Linked DNA regions of Mus musculus: region 2 is linked to region 1. A link is a contact called in public Hi-C data. All regions are on one chromosome and are shown on one strand. The core of a region is the stretch at or near the end of the contact, and the rest is flanking DNA. Distances in the headings are between cores, read along the strand shown.

Region 1 (5,507 bases), core at 1,626-4,125:
GCAGAGGCAGGAGGATCTCTGTGAGTTTTAGGTCAGCCTGATCTACAAAGTGAGTTCCAAGACAGTGCTATACAGAGAAACCCTATTTTGAAAAACTTAAAAAAAAAGAATTATGAGTATAATTCCGGTACTTGGAAGGTGAAATCAGGAGAATCAGTTCAAGGCCAGCCTTATCTACACAGAAGGTTTGAGACCAGCCTCTCTCAGCCCTTACCCTACTCAAACTCAAATAAAAATGGCTAATGCATCCATGTAAAGATACTCAGGCTGGGCATGTATATAGCTTAGTGGGACAGTGTTTGCTTAATATGCATGAGGGCCTGATATGGCTCAGATCACCAGTACCATCACACCACACTACTACCACAGTACCACCCCAGCATAAGCACACACAGACACACCAGTCATTAGAGGATGTAAATTAAAACTGCGCTCATTGGGCTGGAGTGATACTTCCATGGTTAAGACACTTACTGCTAGGTTTAGAGAACCCGTGTGATGCCTCACACAATTGTAACTCTAATTCCAGGGGATGTGAATGTATGTGTAGCTGCATACATTTGGAGATCAGAAGACAACTTGTGGTACCTGGCCTTGCTTGGTGGCACGCACTTTTACCCACTCAGCCATCTTTCCAGCCTCACTGCGATATTTCTACTACCAAAGAGTCTACGATGATAAAACACCTCATGTTCCATTTGGTATAAATGAATTTAAAAGTTTATTGTCCTATGAATCACATATCTAGAGATTCAGTCTGTTAAAATTCCTAATTACCTAGGTTTTAGTATATTCACAAAGGAAGAATAACCATCACTGCACAAAACTCCATTATCATTTTCTTCATCAAGATTTTTTGGGACTTCATTTTTTTTCTATGCAATTTTCTCTATGCATAGCCCTGGCTGGCTATTATGCCTGACTTGCCACTTTCTTTTTCTTCTTTCTTTCTTTGGTATTAAGGATTGACTCTAGGGCCTCACAAATGCTCTATTGACTGAAGTGTATCCCAGTCTTTCTGAGTTCCTGCCTGGGCCTCCTGAGTGCTTTTAGTGCTGAGATTACGAGGACCCCAGCACACACAGCAAAAGACTTTTTTATTTTTTTTGGTTTTGAAGACAGGGTTTCTGTGTGTAGTCCTGGTTATCCCAATGTAGACCAGGCTGGCCTCGAACTCAGATATCTGCCTGCCTCCTCCTCCCTAGTGCTGGGATTAAAGGTATATGCCACCACTACCTGGCCAAACATTACATATTTTTATGAAAAAATACCTTAATTGACTGCTATAGCTATTTAGAATGTAAAATGAAAAAAACTGAATATAAGATAAAATCAAAAGGTAAAGGTATAAGGTTAAAGAGGGAAGCTATGGTGGCTCACACCTTTAACCCCAGCACTTGAGAGACAAGTCCTGTATAGTGAGACCCTGTCTCAAACAACAAAAGGTAAAGTTAAAGCCAGGCGTGGTGGCGCACGCCTTTAGTCCCAGCACTTGGGAGGCAGAGGCAGGTGGATTTCTGAGTTCGAGGCCAGCCTGGTCTACAGAGTGAGTTCCAGGACAGCCAGGGCTATACAGAGAAACCCTGTCTCGAAAAACCAAAAAAAAAAAAAAAAAAAAAAAAAAAGGTAAAGTCAAATAAAATACCTTTACTAGATTAGAATACACTACATTTTAGCATTTTGGTTTCTACCATTATTTTTTTTAAGATTATTTATCATATGTATGTGAATATGCTGTCACCGTCTTCAGACACACCAGAAGAGGGCACTCTATCTCATTACAGATGGTTGTGAGTCACCATGTGGTTGCTGGGAATTGAACTCAGGACCTCTGGAAAGGCAGTCAGTCAGTGCTCTTAGCCTCTGAGCCATCTCTCCAGCACCCTGCCACTACTTAAGAACTATGTCCTTAGCCTTAATTTTAAGACAGCGTCCTTATACACAGCCCAGGTTAGCCAGTTCGTGTTTCTGCCTCTTGAGTGCGGAGATTACGTAGGAGCCAGCACTCACATTAAACATCACTTATTTTTAACACAAGAGGAAAAATAAGATGTCTAATGGAGGGTTTCCAAGATTCAGCTTCAGAAAAAAAAAAGTCTGTGGACACCCGGCTTCCAGGCTACATTCACGCGGATACAGACTAATGTCACCATACACCATCTCACTGGCCTTAGAAATTTCTCTAGCGATCAAGGGGTAGGGGAGGTGAGGGGCGGGGGCGAGGTCGGAGAGGACTGGACTCTTCCTCCATCATCTCATCCTCGAACCCTTCCCCAGATCTCCGCGCGAGGGCGCTCTGTGCGAGCTCGCTGGGGACCGCTCCGGTCGAGCGTGGCCAGCCTAGCACGCGGTGCGGTCCAGAGCTCCGGCAAGGCGGAAGAGAACGCCGAGCTGATATAGCTCTATCGCTTTAGTAGATTATAGAAATGGGGAAAACAAATAAATCAATGGAATCAAACAAAAGAGACATTTCTGATTTACACCCAAATGTAAAGACGCCGGCAAGTCTTTTCGGCCAGCTCCCAGCCCCCGCCTCCAAAAGGAAACGGAAATGATTTCTCCGTTCTGAGCTGCGCAGTGTCACATCGATAACCTTCCCCTCGAGGGGCCTTTCCTGGGGCTGCCCTGAGTCTTGCCTGCACAGAAATCCAACAGGACCGAGACGGATACGTTCTGAAACTTTGTATCCTGTTTTCGAGTCAGGTCGCCCGGCGTTCCTGCGCAAATTCAAACAGAGAGAAGTCCGAGCAGTCAGGTCAGTGCTGCATTCGCCATCATTTTCATCAGGTCTATGCCGCAGTCCGCCTTCCCGCCGCTTCCCCTTCGCTCCGCCCAAGGGGCCTACGGTATGTCAGGCGGCTGCCGAGCATTTTCCTTTTCTCTCCGAGCAAGATGGCTGGGGGTGAGGGTGGAGTGACTCTCGGTCAGCCCCATCTTTCCCGACAGGATCTCGCCACATTGGTAGGCCCTGGCTTTGCGGCGGGAGCAGCCCAGTGATCTTGGGGGGTGGGAATGGAGCATCGGAGGGCCTGGAGATGAGGTGGTTCCTGGGTGGCTGGAGCGTGGGCTGAAGGAGCCATCCTAGAGCTGGGCCAGCTAAAGCCTTAGCGTCCAAGGCGTGCGTGCCAGCTCTACCGCCAGTACCTTGTCTAGTCCCCAAACTGGGGAACGATTGTGAGACTTGGAATTCCTGGAGTTAAGCTTTGTTAATAAACAGAATGGAGATGATTAATATAGCGTAGAGTGTATGCTTAGCATCCACGCAGCCCTGAGTTCCATCCGGAGAGGCGCACGCCTGTAATCCTAGCACTTAGGAGATGAAAATAGGAAGATTAGAAGATAAAGGACATTTTTGGCTCTATATCTGGTTGGAGGCCAGTATGAGACTAACGAGACTGTTAAAAAGTTGTTAAGGTTTAAGTCTGTAAAGGATTGGAAATTGGACTATACTGTTCACTGTGTTAGACATTTGAGGACTTGTTATGACTCCAGTATTTGGTGGCCTTTCATCGCCAGACCTCTCTTAGTGAGTGGACTTGTCTTAGTGTGACAATGACACTATAGTCATTATAGTCTTCCCAGTCTTAACAGCATGTTGCCGGCGGGGGGGGGGGGGGGGGGGGGGGCTTTAGCAGGAGAAGAGAGCTGTTCATACGGAGCATACAGTTGTACCCGAGGAATATAAAGTCAAGGGAAAACTTGTGGTTTGTATTGATTATATTTTACAATATATTTCTTTTCAGGATGTTACCAAGTTGACACCACTTTCACATGAAGTTATCAGCAGACAAGCTACAATTAATATTGGTAAGATAGCTTGAAGACTTACTTGACTTACAAGTAATTTTAACCCTTTCTTTTATGTAATTCATTGAGTAATGTGGACATTTATTTGGAAATTGTCCTGAGTAGGTCAGTGTGTCAAAAGAATGCTGTGGTACCCTTACTAACAAAATATTGCTACTTTTTTTTTTTTGAGATATGTATGAAAGAAAAGTTTCATAGTCCAAGGTAGTATGTAATCATAGAGTAGTGAATTATGAGGTACAAATGCACTTTGCTGCCATACGGGATAGTTTATGGCAGTTTTATTTGATATATAAGCTATAATTAAGTCCACTTCTTTCCTCCCCCTTAATTGGCGCCTAGAACTGTTGAGGTATGAATTGGTATTGCTTGAGTATGAATAGGGTATGGTTGGGTTTTTGATGTTGGATTTGGGGAGGAAGTGAGACAGGCTTGCTATGTGTTCCGGCTAGCTATTCTAGGGAGACTGCCTAGCTTGGCATTCACTATGAAGTCTGGGCTGACTTTTAAGTCAAGGCAATCCTTCTCCTCAGACTTCTGAATACAAGGGTTATGAGTGTGTTGTATCAGAGTTTGTCTAATATGACAGTATGATGGCTGTGTGCTTGACATCTTTGGTGTTTTTGTTTTGTTTCGGGGGTGATTTTAGGGGTTTTGTTGTTGTTTTGAACTAGTAGAAGAGTATGTAAATGAATAATTTTTCAGTCAGGATAACAACATTTCAAGTGAACATTTAAACATATTTAATTTTTGTTTGAGATAAGGTCTGTCTACATAGCCCTGGCTGTCCAGGAACTCACTTTGTAGACCAAGCTAAGCTTAAACTCAGAGTTGAAGTGAGTTCTTAGACTGCCTCTGCTCCCCAGGAGCTGGGACTACTCTTTTAAATTTTATTGCATCTCTCCGCATTGTCCAGGCTGGCCTCAAATCCTGCTTCTTACTCCCAAGTATATACTCTACTAAAACTGGTCTGAGAAGCTTGGTTTTTTTCGAGACAGGGTTTCTCTGGCTGTCCTGGACCTCACTCTGTAGACCAGGCTGGCCTTGAACTCAGAAATCCGCCTGCCTCTGCCTCCCAAGTGCTGAGATTGAAGGCGTGCACCACCACCGCCGGGCCTGAGAAGATTTATAATGTGTGGAAAGCAGGACAACTTTTAGGAATTGGTTCTCTCCCTTTCCTATAGGTTCTAGGTATTGGAATCTGGTCCTAAGGCACTTGTGACAAGTGCTTTTACCTGTTGAGTCATTGTCATGATGACAGTTTAGGAATTTATTTTCTTTTTTTTAAAAAAATCACAGAAAATTTTTTTTTGTTTTTGGAGACAGGGTTTCTCTGTATAGCCCTGGCCATCCTGGAACTTTGTAGACCAGGCTGGCCTTGAACTCAGAAATCCGCCTGCCTCTGCCTCCTGAGTGCTGGAATTAAAGGCGTGCCCCGCCTCGCCCAGCTACAGAAATATTTTAAAGACTTATGCTTTTCATTTAATGCCAGGTGTGGGATATGACGCTGCTTCAGTTTATCCACAGAAGTGGACTCTGCTGTAGCAGAGGTGGGATTTTGCTAGCAGCAGATAGTTTCTGCAATTGTGTCCCATTTGGAATTCTGGGGACTTTTCCTTCTGAGGGTAGATAAATGCTAGGACCCCGAGAGACTGGGTTAGTCGTTGGTTGGTCATGCTTTGTTAAGTAGTTGTTAGAAA
Region 2 (5,507 bases), core at 811-3,310, 9.3 Mb before region 1:
TCCTTGTTTCTTGACCCATTATCATCATCATCTTGTTCTTCCTTCTTCTCCTCTTTGAATTTGCATGGAGAATTCCTCAAGATTACTATTTTACCCCAGGTGCATTTTTAATCTTAATGTTAAGAATATGCAATGAGGCAGGCAGTGGTGGCACACACCTTTAATCCCAGCACTTGGGAGGTGGAGGCAGGTGGATTTCTAACTTCGAGGCCAGCCTGGTCTACAGAGTGAGTTCCAGGACATCTGGGGCTATACAGAGAAAACCTGCCTTGAAAAACAAAACAAACAAACAAACAAAGAATATGCAATAAATTACCTAGTTAAGTGTACAGGAATGGAGGTGTTTTTTAGAAAAATATTTATTTAATGTGAGTACACTGTCGGTCACTGTTCAGATACATCAGAAGAGGTTAGATATCGGATCCCACTACAGATGACTGTGAGCCACTACGAAGTTGTTGAGAATTGAACTCAGGCCCTCTGGAAGAGCAGTCAGCACTCCTAACCACTGAGCTATCTCTCCAGCCCAGGAACTGAGTTTTAGCACATATCCCTTCATGCTTTCTTGTGATAAGACTAAAAAGTGTCCCCGAAACCTGACATACCTTGATGTACACGGTGTGAGAAAGAATGATGAGGTTTGCAAGAATTGGGACTAAGTAAAACACAGAGACTAAATTTAACTCTTTAATTTGATGATTCTCTCTAGCATCCCCACAAAAATGATACACTGGCTTGCATAATCTGTGACCAGTACCTCGCAAGTTCTAAATTCTCTTTGTACAGCTCATTTAGAAGTTCTCGTTTATACAAAGCCATATCCATCGTGGAGCCAGGTGCTCTTAGCTGTGAAGAGCCCTTCCTTGGGTCTTTTTTCCCTAATATGTCCTATGTGACTTCTCACTGGTGATGCTTTTGGTGTGCTTGTTACTCTGATCCTGATCGCTCTGTCAACTAAAGTTAGACAAAGTAACCTTTACTTCTCAATTCAGATAGGAATCCTTTTGCACTCCAAGTTTGGCTTCAGATGCCTTGGAAAGATTCATGCTGCCACCTGCTGGTTTATTCAGTCTGTGTGCATCATTTATTTACTTGTTAATTTGTTTTTCTTTTGTTGAAACAGTTTATTTTGTAGCAGATATTTTTCCATCCCTACCTGAACCACCTCAATAGTAAGATTAGTGAATTGCTGGCACTTTGATCGTCCATAAGCAAACCAATTTTGTGTCCTTTATTATTCATGGGACGCCTAAAGGGAACTTAGAACAGACTGTGAATTATTTGTCAGCGTGAATCAACGAGACAACAATATCCTTTGATTTTCTAATACCCAGGGTGTCTGATCTCTTTCATGTGGATATTCATAGTTTGACAGTTAACAAAATTTGACAGTTCTTTTAAGTTAGCAGTGTCTCTGGGGCGAGTAAGATACCAATGAGCTATTATTCCCTCAGGCTTTGCTTTGGCATTTAGGAATTATTTTTCATTACTGCTAGCGAGTAACGTACTTCAGTGCGTTTTTGTCCCAAGGTATGGAGTCACCAGGTTCCCAGAGAAAGACTAAGATGCCAATGACCCAAAACTATGAGCGTAAGCCCACCAAATCGGTCACAACTAATACTCTGATAATTTAGGAACCAAGGAGCCATTTTGTGAGGCATTTCTACCCTTTCCTCTCCTCATCTGAGGTCGCCAACTAATGCAGAAGAACTTCTAGTGTCCAAGACGCGGAGCGATACATGGTTTGTCCAAGTAGAAGATATATTGAAATTTTGCATAGACAGGTGTGTGACCTAATGTACATTATTTAATGTTTATGTGGAAGTTCTACATAAACGTTTTTAGCTGTAAAATAGGATAATCCTTCATTATCGCGCAAAATAATGAAATTCACGCGTCATGTCACTGAGCTTACGTACCTCCATCTTTATTCATTTTAATTTTTTTATAATATAGTTAGACCTAAAGGTCCAATAAGATGTCAGAATTGCAATCTTTGTGGCCACTCCTCTTCTGGTCTCTCCGCCTTCAGCGCCGCGGATCAGTTAAAGGCGTGCAACGGCTTGCTCCAGCCATGTTTGCTCGTTTCCCGTGGATGTGCGGTTCTTCCGTGGTTTCTCTCCATCTAAGGAGCTTTGGGGGAACATTTTTAGTTCCCCTACCACCAAGCCTTATGGCTTATTTAAGAAAACATATCAAAATTCCACGAGATTTTTGACGTTTTGATATGTTCTGGTAAGATTTTTTTTTTGACATGTCCTCCATACTTTTTGATATTTGTAATATTTTCAGTCAATTTTTCATTTTTAAGGAATATTTCTTTGTTGTGCCTTTTGGTTGATACTTGTGTGTGTATGGTGGACTTACCTTTCTTTCATTGTTTATATATTCTTGCCCATCGGGGCCACGGATACCTGTGTGTCCTCCCCGCCATTCCATGCCCAACGGGGTTTTGGATACTTACCTGCCTTTTCATTCTTTTTTTTTCTTATTATTTTTTTTTCTAAACTTGCCCATCTGGGCTGTGGATACCTGCTTTTATTCTTTTTTTCTTCTCCTTAGCCCATCGGGGCCATGGATACCTGCTTTTTGTAAAAAAAAAAAAAAAAACAAAAAAACCTTTCTCGGTCCATCGGGACCTCGGATACCTGCGTTTAGTCTTTTTTTCCCATGCCCAACGGGGCCTCGGATACCTGCTGTTATTATTTTTTTTTCTTTTTCTTTTGCCCATCGGGGCTGTGGATACCTGCTTTAAATTTTTTTTTTCACGGCCCAACGGGGCGCTTGGTGGATGGAAATATGGTTTTGTGAGTTATTGCACTACCTGGAATATCTATGCCTCTTATTTGCGTGTACTGTTGCTGCTGATCGTTTGGTGCTGTGTGAGTGAACCTATGGCTTAGAAAAACGACTTTGCTCTTAAACTGAGTGGGTGTTCAGGGCGTGGAGAGCCCGCGTCCGCCATTATGGCTTCTGCGTGATACGGCTATTCTCGAGCCAGTTACGCCAAGAATTAGGACACCGAGGAGCACAGCGGACTGGATAAAAGCAACCAATTGCGCTGCGCTAGCTAAAGGCTTTCTTTATATGTGCGGGGTTGCGGGATTCGCCTTGATTTGTGGTAGCATTTGCGGGGTTGTGCTAGCCGGAAGTAGAAAGCCAAGGAGTGCTCGTATTAGTGTGCGGTGTTGCGCGGAAGCCGCAGAGGACTAGGGGATAGGGCTCAGCGTGGGTGTGGGGATTGGGCAGGGTGTGTGTGCATATGGACCCCTGGCGCGGTCCCCCGTGGCTTTAAGGGCTGCTCAGAAGTCTATAAAATGGCGGCTCGGGGGCTCCACCCGAGGCTCGACAGCCCAATCTTTGTTCTGGTGTGTAGCAATGGATTATAGGACATTTAGGTCGTACAGGAAAAGATGGCGGCTCAAGTTCTTGGTGCGGTATAACGCAAAGGGCTTTGTGTGTCACATGTCAGCTTCATGTCTGAGTTAGCCTGGAGAGGTGGCACATGCTCTTGAATGTGTCTAAGATGGCGGAAGTCATGTGACCTGCCCTCTAGTGGTTTCTTTCAGTGATTTTTTTTTTGGCGGGCTTTAGCTACTTGGCGGGCTTTGCCCGAGGGTACACTTGGTGCATTATGGTAGGGTGTGGTTGGTCCTACCTTGTGCCACTCGAAGCTGAGGCAAGGCTAAGTGGAAGTGTTGGTTGCCACTTGACGTAACTCGTCAGAAATGGGCACAAGTGTGAAAGTGTTGGTGTTTGCTTGACTTCCAGTTAGAAATGTGCATTATTGCTTGGTGGCCAGGATGGAATTAGACTGTGATGAGTCACTGTCCCATAAGGACGTGAGTTTCGCTTGGTACTTCACGTGTGTCTTTAGTCATCATTTTTTCGAAGTGCCTGCCCAGGTCGGGAGAGCGCATGCTTGCAATTCTAACACTGAAGTGTTGGATGATGTCGGATCCGATTCGAGAGACCGAGGCTGCGGGTTCTTGGTCGATGTAAATCATTGAAACCTCACCTATTAAAAGAAAGAAAAGTATCTAAGGCCATTTCAAGGACATTTGACTCATCCGCTTGCGTTCATAGTCTCTTACAGTGCTCTATACGTGGCGGTGCAAACTAAAACTCAGCCCGTTCCATTCCTTTGTATTGTTCAGTGGCTAGTCTACTTACACCTTGGCCTCTGATTTAGCCAGCACTGATCTCAAGCGGTTCTCTAAGCCTACTGGGTATAAGTGGTGACTTTGGCCAGAGTCATAGTGGATCACAAATCACTGGTGAAGAGGTAGAATCCTACCTTCTTCCAAAATCTACCCCATGACTATTGCTGGGGTTGCATTTTGATTTCAATGAATATTTTGGATGCCAACGACACGTCTGATAGTGTGCTTTGCTAGTGTTTGAATTTAAAACCGAAGTGATTGTTTTCAAAATGTATTTACGATTTGCTTACTTGTTGAATTCATTTTAATTACCTTTAGTGAATTGTTACTTTGGAGTCCTTAAAGTTTTCAATAATTTTTTTGGCAGATGATACTCAAATTACTTGGCACTTAAATGTACTTTCTTTCAAACTCATCCACCGAGCTACTCTTCAAATTTTTAAGTCTTATAACACAGATACTGTTAATGTAAAGTGAACATTATGACTGGATGTCAGGAGTATTTGAGGTTCTATACCAGTTCAGGCTTTGCTTTTGTTGCTATTGTTGATGCTATATTGACTAATGGTTTTACTTGTCAGCAAGAGCCTTGAATTGTAATGCTCTGTGTCCTCTATCAGACTTACTGTTATAATAGTAATATTAAGGCCTACATTTCAACTTTCTGTGTGTTCTTGCCTTTATGGCATCTAGATTCTCCTCAAGACTCAGCAAATAGTGCTGCTGCTATTGCTGCCCCAGCCCCAGGCCCAGCCCCAGCCCCTGCCCCAGCCCCAGCCCCAGCCCCTGCCCCAGCCCCAGCCCCTGCCCCTGCCCCAGCCCCTGCCCCAGCCCCAGCCCCAGCCCCTACCCCTGCCCCTGCCCCTGCCCCACCCAACCAACCCAATCCAGTCCAGCCCTGCCCCAGCCCAGTCCTAGCCCCAGGCCCAGATACTTTCAGACCTATCCCAAGCCCACTTCTACTTAGAGAAATTCGAATCTTCATTGATTCAGTGCTAAAATGCAGTGTCCATCACTCAGCCTATAAGACTGAGACAGCCCATCTATACCCCCTCCATACTGACTTCTAGAGTCATGGAATTTCACTTAATGCATAGAATCGTATTGCTAAAATGCAGTGCCCATCACTCAGCCTATAAGACTGAGATAGCCCATCTATACCCCCTCCATACTGACTTACAGAGTCATGGAGTTTCACTTAATGCATGCAGTCCTATTGCTAAAATGCAGTGCCCATAACTCAGCCTATAAGACTGAGATAGCCCATTTATACCCCATACCCCCTCCATACTGACTTCTAGGGTCATGGAATTTCACTTAATACATAGAATCGTATTGCTAAAA

The links. Hi-C and Micro-C count contacts between places; a contact is called where the count stands out from the background.
Region 2: a Hi-C map of CD8 T cells shows a contact between it and region 1, with 5 times the contacts expected there. The contact joins the promoter of Xist here to the promoter of Eif2s3x in region 1. A contact is called at or near these places in 2 of 484 Hi-C or Micro-C datasets (CD4 T cells and CD8 T cells).

The regions. Positions count from the first base shown.
Region 1 is chrX:94,210,019-94,215,525 of GRCm38.p6, reverse strand. Eif2s3x (eukaryotic translation initiation factor 2, subunit 3, structural gene X-linked) reads left to right here and starts at 2,875. Exons shown (of 12, transcript NM_012010.3): 1 at 2,875-2,961; 2 at 3,744-3,807. The coding sequence starts at 2,893.
Region 2 is chrX:103,479,786-103,485,292 of GRCm38.p6, reverse strand. It overlaps Xist (inactive X specific transcripts), which reads left to right and starts at 2,060. Exons shown (of 8, transcript NR_001570.2): 1 at 2,060-5,507. It also overlaps Tsix and the pseudogene Gm14861.